Linked DNA regions of Sus scrofa: region 1 is linked to region 2. A link is a contact called in public HiChIP or PLAC-seq data. All regions are on one chromosome and are shown on one strand. Each heading gives the region's core, a stretch centred on a gene start, on an enhancer-like site or on the middle of the called end of the contact. The rest is flanking DNA. Distances are from core to core; before and after follow the strand shown. Region 1 holds the start of TMEM64 (transmembrane protein 64). Region 2 holds the start of OTUD6B (OTU domain-containing protein 6B).

Region 1 (5,934 bases), core at 2,732-5,231, 550 kb after region 2:
TTCCTTGGACTTCTAGTATAACAGTTTCTCCTGATCTCCTCATAATCCCTGATCTTACTTTGAATTTGAAACGTGAGTCTATCACTTTGTCTGAGTAGCCTTAGATAAGTTAGATGAACTCAGGTGTTAGTTGTGTTGAACTCATTAGCCTCTGACCTATCTAGCTATGTCAGTCAAGGTCCTAGCAGGCAAAAGCAGCCATAGGAAAGAGTCTAACCAAGAGAAAATTGCAAAGGATGGTGAAGCATCAGGAAACCATTACCAGAGCCAGGAAAGAGCTGGAAACTTAAAAGGGCTACTCAACAGGAAATTTGGACATGGAAGAATTCAATCACTAACAAAAACACAGTGAAGTTAGACTGGAAAGAGGTAAATAATCTAACCCCTTCTCATACTTCTATCCTCCAATCTTCTTTTGGTGCCTCTCATTGGTCAAACCTAACTGGAAACCCAGAGCACAATGGAGATTGAGGGATGTGAACTCTAGAGGTCAACCTCCTCCCGAGATGCAGGGCAAGACAAAGAAGAGTAGAGAATGAATCTGAATGGAGGCTCAGCAAAAAATATCCAGTAGATGAACACACTATCTACCATCTCCTTCATTCACTTAAAAAGTAGTGTTCCAGGAAGTATTCTAGGGAATACAGGGGCATTACAAGACATAAAAGATGCCCATTTTCATGGTGTCTTCATCTTCTTGGGGAAAATAGACAGCAAAGTAATAACCATACAAGACAAGTTCAAATGGTAGGTGCAATGAAGAAAAGGAGTACCATGACTTTAACAAAAATGAAGTAATGGCAATAGAGTTTAAAATGAATAACAAGAAGAAAGGAATAATAAAACATTCTAAGAGGTAGGATAAGAGAATTCAAGCAAGAGAGAACGGCAAAGGCAGAGTGCAAACATCCTGAGGTAGAAATCAGTTTGGCTTACCCAAGGGAGAGACAGGAAGCCAGTAGGGATGAAGAAAGGGTGGTAGGAGATGAGGTAGGAATGGCAGGCAAAGACTAGATCATAAATGGCTTTGAAGGCCAGGGAAACAGAAAAGTAACAAAAAGGTTTTAGGTGAGGGGTGGGGAGGTAGAGCATTTGTAGGTTAAAATACATCTAATTTCCATTTGTAAACCATAACTTTCACAGTTCTGAAAAATATATTGGAGTGGGACAAGAATGGAAATATCCCATTTAGTTTGCATTGCCCTGACCAGAGCTTCGATGTTCAGGAATGGTATTTTGCAAAGCAGTGGCACTGTTTGTATTAGGATGGGCACCTGATACATGAGTAGCCCAACCATAGGCTGGCTGGCTACCCATGATGTGGCTCAGAGGTATGAGCTGTTAGAAGTGAACTATGCTCCTCTGAAATATGGATTATAGGATAAGAAAAGGAATTAACAAAGAGGTAGAGAAAAAAAAAGATACAATAGGAAATAAAAGAACAGCTTCTCTTTAGAGATGACTTGGTTCCTAACAGCTATTCATATACCCATATAAATACCACTGCTTCCAACCCTTTTAATTAAGGTGACTTCTGGGTCTCTTTTTCTTACATGCAAAATGGTCTAATGAGCACACTGGTGTCTCCAAAGTTTCACTCTTCTTCTCTTCTCACTCACATCGGTAAGAAGTGACAAAGATTTGCTCTGAAGACAAACAAACAAAACCCCCCTCCCTCAAATCTCAGTTGCCTAAAATAACCAATTTTGACTTCTCACTCACTTTAAATATCCATCATGAAGTGAATGGGACACTATTCTGACTCATCCTTCTAGGACCAATATTAACAGAGCAAATACTCTGGAATATTGTAGATTGCCATGGCAAAGAGAAAAAGAGTTCTCAGAAGGTCTTGCATCAGCAATTAAATGCTGTGCTCACAATTCGTGGTTAGAATGTTTCATCCTAGCCACAAGGAGGCCTGCAAAAGCAGTTTTAGCTAGTACTTGAAAGAGAACAGGAAATATTTGGCATACCCATACCCACCATTATTCACTCACTCATAACCATGGCTTTAACTACTGCCAGAATTTCTAGGAGAGGTGCCTCATTTTCACTATCCATATTTTCAACCATCTACCAAAATGCCACAATTGGATTGTATCACAGACACATCAAGTCTCATGTATTAGGACTGAACCCTTAATTTTTTTCACAAACTTTTCAAATTCTTTCCTTTGGTCAGTGGCTTCATTATCTATCCACTACCTCAAATAGAAAACCCAGGTACTATCTTTGACTCCTCCTCTCTCTCTTCTAACATCTAATCAGTTATCGAGCCTATAGACTTCTAATTTATTCCCATCCTACTAACTCTATGACTATTCTGCTACTTTAGTCCTTCATGGGTTCTTGCCCAGACAATTCTGTTACCCTCCTGTCTGGCTTTCTTGCTTTCTTACCTTCCCCTATAAACTGGGATTTATTCATTCCACAAACATTTAAAGTGTTTACTGCTTCTTAGATTAAATAGGTAATGGGCCCACCTTGAAGAAATTCAGTCTAAAGAGGGAAACAGTGATGTAAACAAAAAAATTCAGCACAGTAGACAAATGTGATAATGTAGAAAGCAGAGTGGAAATGGAATGGAAACACCAAGTTTGGTGTGGTGGAAATGAGAAAGTGTTAGAAGCTTCCACAGAGGAAGTAAAACTTTAGCTAAATAATGGAGCTCTCCTCTCTTTGAACCACAGAAATCAAAAAAGGAGGTGAAGGAAGCAACCTGTGCTTGACACCTTTGAGAGACTTTATGTGACTCAGCCAACCAACACAACTGAAATGAATGGCATGAAAGAGAAAGCAGGCACCTAATCTGTAAGGACTCACAGTGTCCTGGTCTGTTATTTGGCCAGTATATGGCTGGAAGTTTATCTGCTGAAGTAAGAAACTCAAAAGAAAGTGTAGGTCTATGACGAATAATACATTTTAATTATGGATACCTTCACATAGCTGAATACTGATTCCAAGCATAGTGCCAAGCATCTTTATTATTTTATTTAATCTTCACAACAGTTTTATGTGGTAGAGTTGTGGTATTACCTTCATTTTGGAATTTGAAAACAAACACTGAATTTCAGGAATTAATGACTTGACCAGTTATACAGTTATTAAATCTCCTTTGCAAGCCTAAGTTGATATCTTTCTACCAAGTTATCCTGAGTTTGAGGTGGCTACAGGAATTCCACCTGGATGTATCCACAGGTTGGAATGAGAGGGACAGACAGGCAAAGACAGGCAAAGAGACTAGACTTGGAGGTTATCAGCTGTGGGCTTGGATAAGGGCTAAGACCTCTAAACAGGAAGAAGAGGATCTGGGGAACATTAACCTTAGTGGCACGAAAGGAAGAAAATAAACCAGCAAAGGAGTTTGAGAAGGAGCCCTCTGAGATTGTGAACCCTGAATAATGTCCTTCCTTGAATCTTTTTAAGAAGTTCCTAGTCCAAGAGTCAGCAGCTTAATAAAGAATCTCTGAGATCAGAAGGGGAATTCTGTTAAAGTTCAGCCTTTGTACTTGATTCCTTCAGTTCCTTAAGGACCAAAGGACAACCTGAAACCTGCAAGGAGGCTTCACTATCTACGAAGGTAAGCAACTAGAAAATTTTTAAAGCAGATCAAGAACTCCTCCTCTAGTGCCACCAAAGGAGCTGTCGATCAGAGGTTACTGCAGGAAGGACCAATACCTCTTGGGAAAAGATCCTAACAGCTGGCGGACTAAGTCCGAAGGCAAAAAGGCGCTTCAACAAGGAAGGCCGGGAACTTCTCAGGCTCCACTCGGGTCACCGGACCCTCCACCTCACTGCGGCCCCCTCCATACCCTTCTAGCCTCTCCCCTCAGGCCCACGACCCTTCTCAGGCAGTCACCAACCCCTCCTCTTCACCTCCTCCTCCAGGCGAGGCCATGCGTCACGGGGGCGGGGCTTGCGTCACGGAGGCGGGGCTAGACCTAGCTCGCGCCAGGCCTCACCCCCGCGCGCTGAGGCCCACGCCCCTTGTGGCCAAAAAGAGGAGGGCTCGGCTGGTGAGGGGTACCGGGTTGCCTCATTCTCCGTGGAAACATACCTCCGCCACCGAATCCTCGCCTCTTTCCAAGACCCTCTCCTGCCACCTAGGTGAACGCAGGGAGGCGAAGCCGGGCGTGTGGGGCGCCATGAAGGGCCGCCGCCTCACGGGATCGGAGGCAGAGAGGCTGGCCGGCTGAGGGTCTGTGCTGGGCCGAGGCATGTGGAGCCCCGGAGGGAGCCTTCTCCAGACGCTGCCCCGGCTCCTGCAGCACGCCACTCTTCCGGGCCACGCCGAACTGCCGCCCCGCTGGGCCCAGCAGCTGGCGGCGAGCAGGGACAACTCAGCTGACAGCCTCCCCCGTGGAGGCGGGGCGAGTGCGGCGGCGGCGGCAGTAGCGGCGGCGGCGGCCTCCGGGGCCCTGCTCGGCGCCTGTCTGGAGCGCCACGGTCAGCCTGCGGCTTCAGAGCTGCCGGCGCCGGGCGGGGCCTTGGCTGGCAGCCCCGGGAGTGGCAGCGGGGGCGGCGTGGTGGTCGGCGTGGCTGAGGTGAGAAACTGGCGCTGCTGCTGCCTCGGCAGCACCTGTTGGTGCCGGAGCCTGGTGCTGGTCTGCGTGCTGGCCGCGCTGTGCTTCGCTTCCCTGGCCCTGGTCCGCCGCTACCTGCAGCACCTTCTGCTCTGGGTAGAGACCCTCGATTCGCTGCTTGGAGTCCTTCTCTTCGTCGTGGGTTTCATCGTGGTCTCGTTCCCCTGCGGCTGGGGCTACATCGTGCTCAACGTGGCCGCGGGCTACCTGTACGGCTTCGTGCTGGGAATGGGACTGATGGTGGTGGGCGTCCTCATCGGCACCTTTATCGCCCATGTGGTCTGCAAGAGGCTGCTCACCGCCTGGGTGGCCGCTAGGATCCAGAGCAGCGAGAAGTTGAGTGCAGTTATTCGCGTCGTGGAGGGAGGAAGCGGGCTGAAAGTGGTGGCACTGGCCAGACTGACTCCCATACCTTTTGGGCTTCAGAATGCAGTGTTCTCGGTAAGTGGTATCCCGCTGGTCCAGCTCTCTCCAAGTTTGTATTTGAAGGATTTTGTGACGGCCCTGGGAGGGCGCTCCATCCGATGAATGCCAGCAGGGAAGTCACATTGACAACAGGAGTTAAAATTACTTTCTGTCGTACCTTGAGAACTCTCAAACAAATAATGCAAATTTAAGTCAGGCCTTCAGTGGGAGATTTGGTAGAGAAAAAACGACTCCTCTTTGGCATATGAGTTTGATTAAAAATGAAGGGTTAAAAAACTATGGGGATTGGTGAATGGAAATATCCGCTTTAAACATTTGTCAGCTGTCAGGGAGTAAAGGCATCACATCCCTAGCTTTCTCTCTCAACCTGCTTAAATGCCTCCAAGGGCTTTGACTCAAGTTTTTAACAATAGAAGGCTGAAGAAAGTCTTTAAACCATGTAAGGTGTGATTACAGACTCCATGTTTTGGAATTTACTAAAATTTTTAATAGGCCTTTTTTAAAAATTTTGTTTTAATACAGTATATTGGGGGAAAGTCTCCTGTTTATCTTTCTTTGGAGGAACTTAATTTTGAAACAAAATAGGACAGATAACCTTTTTCCCAGTGAGAATATATTTTTTTCTTTTCACACACCTCTTACACTGTTTTTTGCCTTATATGCATATGTTCTGCTTATCCAATTTAGATTTTTCTGGGTAATGTACATGTCATTGCAAGGTGATTGAAGAATAGAAACATTGCTAGTGAGGAAATCATCCCCATTGGAAGAAAGGAATCCAGTATTTAAAACTTAGTGTCTTAAGAACAAATTATTAACTCTATTTGCCCTCTTTTTTGCTCTCCTCTTTTCTAAGGTTAAGAGGTTGAACTAGTTACTGAGTTCCTCAAATTCAATGGTTCCAAAGTACAAAGAGTTCTTT
Region 2 (5,981 bases), core at 1,949-4,448:
AATGCTAAGTCATTCACCACTCCAACTTCCATTCTCTAAACGTGCTGACTCAGTTCATTACTATCTTCATAACCTCAAAAATGGTGGCAAAGACCTTTCTCCATCCTCATTAGCTGGAACCCGATGAGCACTGCTTCATGACCCTAGTAACAAACTGAGTTTCTTCTATCCTTTCCCATCTACTGAAAAACTATAAGTATAGGAGTTCCCGTCGTGGTGCAGCAGAAACAAATCCGAACAGGAGCCATGAAGTTGTGTGTTCAATCCCTGGTCTTGCCTAGTGAGTTAAGGAGCTGGCATTGCTGTGAGCTGTGGTGTAGACTGCAGATGTGGCTCGGATCCTGCACTGCTGTGGCTGTGGTGTAGGCCGGCAGCTGTAGCTCCAATTTGACCCCAGCCTGGGAACCTCCATATGCTGCAGGTGTGGCACAAAAAAAAAAAAAAAAAAAAAAAACAAAAACCCTGTAAGTGTAAAATAATTATCATTATTACAATGAATCTTAATCATCACATAACCATTATGTGTTTGCTCTAGAAAAAAGATACTAGACTTATAACAGGATTAGCAGCTGGTATTTTAATACTGCAACTATAAGTTAAACTAGTTTTTAGCATGACACATACATGATACATATTAAGGCCTCTAATAACAAGAGTCTCCAAGGTTATGGCCCAAATGATCAAAATATCAAAATCAGATTAAGGCTTCAAAGAGTGCTTATCAACTTTAGGGAAATTAGGATTCCTAGATTTTTCAGAGGAATTTGCTAACATTTACAAATGGCCATAATGACAACAGGCAAAATACAAAAAAGCATCTGAAAATAAAGAGAAAGCAATGACAAAAGAATTCAGGTAACTTTCAGGGGTTTCAGTTAAAAAAAAAAAAAAAGATAATAGTTCAAAACAAAATGACAGTTTGTATCTTAACATTTGAACAATATGTAGCTTATCAAATATTTTTTTTGTCCTTAGAAACCTAGGAGATAAATCTCAAGTTTGAAAGGCCTGAGAAAGCAACAAAACTATCTCACCATTAGAAAAGATAGGGAGACAATTAGGAATACGCTGATTGTGACAACACAAACACCTGAAGCATTATGCCTTGTTACTTGGAAAGAGAATATGTTATAGGCACTGAAGGCCAGGATCTTGATGACTGCCTAAAAATTTAAGAAAATAAGACTATATTTATTATAACAACCACTGTAAATCAATACAGATAAGCTGTTTTCCCTGTTAGGAGCAGATCAAAAATGAATGGAATGAAATAAAATAAAATTTATTTATGGTAGATAAAATGTTGCATGTACATAGGAACTTTCTATCAAAAACAGGAGTGAGGTTATGAGGTCTAGGATCTTTGATATCTAAAACCCATGCAATAAACCAGATAAGATGGTAACAATTCAGTATTCACTTTCTGGAGTAAGACTGTTCTGATTTTGAACTCTGGCTTTGGTACTTAATAGCTGTTATAAAATCAGAACAAAGGTTTTAATCTGAGTCTGTCTCCCATTTGAAAAAGGGGGTTATCTACACTTACTTCAAAGGTAATACTTCATAGTGTGTTACTGTGGGAATTATATGAGATAACACATGTAACACGTTAAAGTGTATTGCAGACAATACATTGTGCATGGCTACGGTGATGAAATAAATATTAGCTAAAATGATGATAGTTAACAGACTCCAATTTAACCAAGAAACGTCAATACATTTCCATTCATTACAAATTGTTAATAAAGAACTTTTTTTTTTTACTACTTCTCTTGGAGCATATGGAAGTTCCCAGGCTAGAGGTAGAACTGGAGCTGCAGCTGCTGGCCTACACCACAGCCACAGTTAACACCTGATCCAAGCCACATCTGCAACCTCTCCTCCTTAAAAGGAGAGGTTGCTTAAAAAAAAAAATCAGTAATATTTATATCATATGAATGTGAAGAAATTTATGCTCAAGAAAGTTAAGCAGCTTACAATCCAATAACCAATTGCCCAGGTTACAATCCTATTTAATGTCAAGTCTAGAAGACTGGTCTTCCAACCTCCATTTGGTGAAGCTTCCTCTAGTCCATCTTATCAATCTGTTCATCTTTGGGGCAAGTGAACAGTTAAAGAAGTGGACTTTCTTTGCTGTCCTCCCTTAAAAAACACACTCATGTAAATCTGGTCAGAAAAATATCAGAAAGGTGATGCGAGAGATTTCTTTCCCTCCAATTTTGTGATTTATATATAAGTAAACGGTTTAAGAGAAGTGCACAATTGCTATCAAATGCTGTAGACAAAAAAGGAACATTACTTCACATACTTTACTCTCCTTAGAAGTCAGCTTCAATTGCTCCAGTTCCTTTCTATGTTTCTGTTCCATTTCTGCTTCTAACTTAGCAACATCTTCAGTGAGTTGCTTCCTCCTCTTTTTGTCATTCTTGGGAACAACATTCTTCATACTCTGAATTTTGGCTGGAAAGCCACGAAAATCATTAGATCAAAAACCCAGGGATTCAGAAGAAACAAGAAATAGTAACAATAAGAGGATGGTAAGAGAGGAGGGTTTAGAAGTAATTATAATAGCAAGAAGAGTAATTACATAATAGTTACAGAGAAGAGCCCAGAAAAATATGGACTGCCCCCCCAACCCCAAATAAAATCTAGTAACACAACCGTCAGTTTGGTGTGGTAGGAGTAAAAAGAAAAAAAAAAAGACTCAAGTTTTTAAATCTTTCAAGCATCCCTTCTGAGGAACTAGGGAAGGAATAGGAAATGGAGCTGGGAGAGGGCCCTGTGTCCAAGTTCGTAGTTTCCAGGTGTTTCCAGGCACCCGCACCAGGACGGTAGCGGACTTAAGAAGCAGCTTCCGAAGATCTGGGGGATTATGGGACCCAGGGGAGGCGGGAGGGAAGAAGTTACTGGTTACTCTGGAGAAGCCTCGGAAGATCCAGCTCCGGAACTGGCCCGCCACGCGCCCTTCCCTGGGCCCTGGCGTCTTCTAGGTTCCCATTCCCCGTCACCTTGCAACTCCTTCTTCTCTTTGCGATGCCTTCTCACCAGCTGCTCCTCCTCATCAAGCTCCTCGGTCAAGACTGCCTCCATGACGACCAGGTAAGCCCAGCACACGCGCGGGAAGAAACCAGCACGACCAGCTACAGAGCACCTTCCACCCTTCAACCCTCACCTTCGGCGCCATTGGCCGCAGCTGGGACCCAGCCCCGCCTTCAAGGCGGTACCGGATCTGAGCCGAGCCTTAGGAGCGAGGAGGAAGAATGGCGTACTAAGCATGCGCACCCCCGCGTGACGCGCTCTGATGGGACGGGGCGGGGCGGGGCGGGGCGGGGCGGCGGGGGTGGAGCGCAACGGTTTGTGGGGGTGTGGCTTAACCGACTGAAGTTTGCAGCCTGCAGTTGACCCCGTCGCTAGAGCGCTTTTGGCAGTAAAGCTACTGTTGCGTCTGCTGACCAGGCCGTGAAGCGCGCAAAGATGACGTTGTAGAAACCATTTTGGATGTTCTTTTTGTTTTGTTGGGTACCTCGGACCGTGTCCTTTAATCTTCGTTTTTGGTTCCATTACTAGGAAGTTCTTTTCAAAAGGTAAGAAGGAAAAATAAAAAAATTTCAGTGAAACTTTTAATAAGTATGAATGAGGATCTTTGTGCTGCGTAAATCAAACAGTAGGGAATTAAGTTCTGTTTATTATTTTCAAGGTTATAATACCGCAGTTCCGAAGAAAAACAGCTAAGTAATTGAGAAAATGCCGCCTCTTGAAACGCCTGTAGCGATGGAAACAGAAGAGATAATAAGGACTAAGTATCATAGAACACAGGAGTTTAAAGACCTAATCTCAGTGATAAAGAAGCTATTGTCAGAGCGTTTGAAAAGTATCAGGGAATTGAGATAACGGAAATGTGCAAGCCTGATGGGGCAGGAGATCGATTTACTTAAGTTAAGCCAAACGAGAAATTTTTACAGCATGCAGAAAAAAAGAAAAGAAATCAAGTAAAGCGAAGAGACACCTAGAGGGCCTGTCCAGGAGGTACAATCTTGGCATAATAGGAATACCTGAAACAGGACAAATCAAATGAAGCTGAAACTATAATTAAGGAACTAATCGTAGAAAAATCTACAGAGTTGAAGAAGGAACCAGATCTGCAAATGGAAAAATTAACAGGGTATCATTAAAATTTAATGAAAGCAACACCCTGACATATCCTGGTGATATTTTTAATTTGAAGGGATAAAGAAAAACTTCTACAAGTATCCAGAGAAAGCAAGTTTCTTTACATGGGTGAAAGTCAGGCTGACTTCACATTTTTCACTTGCAAGTCTTAAGTGCCAGAAAACAATGGAACAATGTCTTCAGAGTTTTAAGGAAAAATAATTTTGAAACAAGTATTATATACTCTGCCAAGTTATCATTTCTGTACCAAGGCAGCTGGAAGACATGAAGGGGTAAAGAAAATGTATCTTTTGAAGTTCCCCTTGTGGCTCATCAAGTAAGGCAAGAACCCATCAAGTAAGGCGTATCCCCAAGAATGCTGTTTGATCCCTGGCCCCACTCAGTGGATTAAGTAGCCAGTGTTGCCCTGAGCTGGGGTGCAGGCTGCAGCTCCTATCCATATTCCCTGGGTGCAGGCCTAAAAAATAAGAAATTGCATCTTTCAAGTACAATCCTTGACAAAGTTGCTAAATGATATTTAGCTAACAACATGAATTAAAATGCCTCGAGGAAGCAATTGTATGAGAAAGTTACCGGTAAATATTAAACTAGTTAAACAGCATTAAAGTCAAATTGTTACATAGAGTTACAAAACGAAATGCAAAAATAAATTTGTAAATCCTGTCTAAAATTTCAGTTTAGGTCCTTTTAAATTGTGAAAAGGCATGCCAAACATTTAATGAATAGTTTTATTTTTAGCATTATAATATAGATAAAGATATCCATGTTCCTAAGCTAAACAAGTAGATAACAGGACTTTGTCACTGTGGACAGAACCTGTAGAATAACGGTATATCAAATGTTAATCTGACAAAATAGGAAAACCTGTCAATCAAATTTGCTATTCCCTATTTTTAAATACCGAGGGTGGGGGGAATAGCAAATTTGTCTGTAATGTAATATTGGTAGTGTAAAAAAAATTCCCATATCACTGGTTGGGGGGCGGTAGTAGTTTAAAACCTTGTTTTATATACATCTTGCCTACAGAAAATCAGTACCTATTGCTTCATGTAGTAGCTCATTCTAGTAAATTTGAAAATGAGATAACAAATAAAAATAGAAAACATTCCAGTTTTTTGGATTGGAGAGGAGGTGGTGAAAAACAGCATTAAAGCATTGAAATTAGATTGACACAGGAATATAGCTAAGTTATTTCACTCATAAACTGGTTAAATATTCCTACCAAAAAGATTAAAATTGGATCAAAAATCAATCTCTAACCCTGGATACATTAGTATAAAACAAAGGATAAAAGAGTTTAAAGACAATGGAAACTATAAGTCATAGAAATGGATGTAGGGAGCAATATTTTTATTAGAACTCAAGCTTATAAAATATAAGTTCTTGTGATATTTAAGAAGCTTTATGTGGTAAATAAATGGCATTCATATGTAAAACAAATGTTCAGTACTTTGATGTGAGTGTTTTAATGATGTACACGTTATTGGACTCTGAGTTCATACTTATTAATCAAGTAAATGATGGAGTTCTCATCACGGCTCAGCAGAAATGAATCTGACTAGCATCCATGAGGACGCAGATTCGATCCCTGGCCTTGCTCAGCATTGCCGTGAGCTGTGTGTGGTGTGAGCTGTGGTGTAGGTCGCAGACATGGCTCAGATCTGGTTTTGCTGTGGCTGTGGCATAGGCCAGCGGCTATCCCTCCGTTTCCACCCCTCGCCTGGGAATCTCTATATGCAGCTCTGTGGCCCTAAAAAGACAAAAGACAAAAAATGAAAAGTTGAGATGGTTAAGGAGTTGTTAAATAGTTG

The links. HiChIP or PLAC-seq counts read pairs in DNA pulled down with a chosen protein or histone mark.
Region 1: a contact with region 2 is called in an H3K27ac HiChIP or PLAC-seq map of alveolar macrophages. The contact joins the promoter of TMEM64 here to the promoter of OTUD6B in region 2. A contact is called at or near these places in 2 of 5 promoter capture datasets (fetal liver and liver), 8 of 47 Hi-C or Micro-C datasets (embryonic fibroblasts, heart right ventricle, liver and 3 more) and 2 of 2 datasets of contacts at active chromatin or transcription factors (alveolar macrophages and skeletal muscle).

Annotation. Positions count from the first base shown.
Region 1 is chr4:46,336,428-46,342,361 of Sscrofa11.1, forward strand. It overlaps TMEM64 (transmembrane protein 64), which reads left to right and starts at 3,982. Exons shown (of 3, transcript XM_021089135.1): 1 at 3,982-5,027. The coding sequence starts at 4,221.
Region 2 is chr4:45,790,072-45,796,052 of Sscrofa11.1, forward strand. OTUD6B (OTU domain-containing protein 6B) reads right to left here and starts at 3,199. Exons shown (of 8, transcript XM_003125574.4): 1 at 3,104-3,199; 2 at 3,009-3,102; 3 at 2,309-2,460. The coding sequence starts at 3,184. LOC100516731 (a long non-coding RNA gene) reads left to right here and starts at 3,366. Exons shown (of 3, transcript XR_115866.4): 1 at 3,366-3,584; 2 at 3,698-5,981.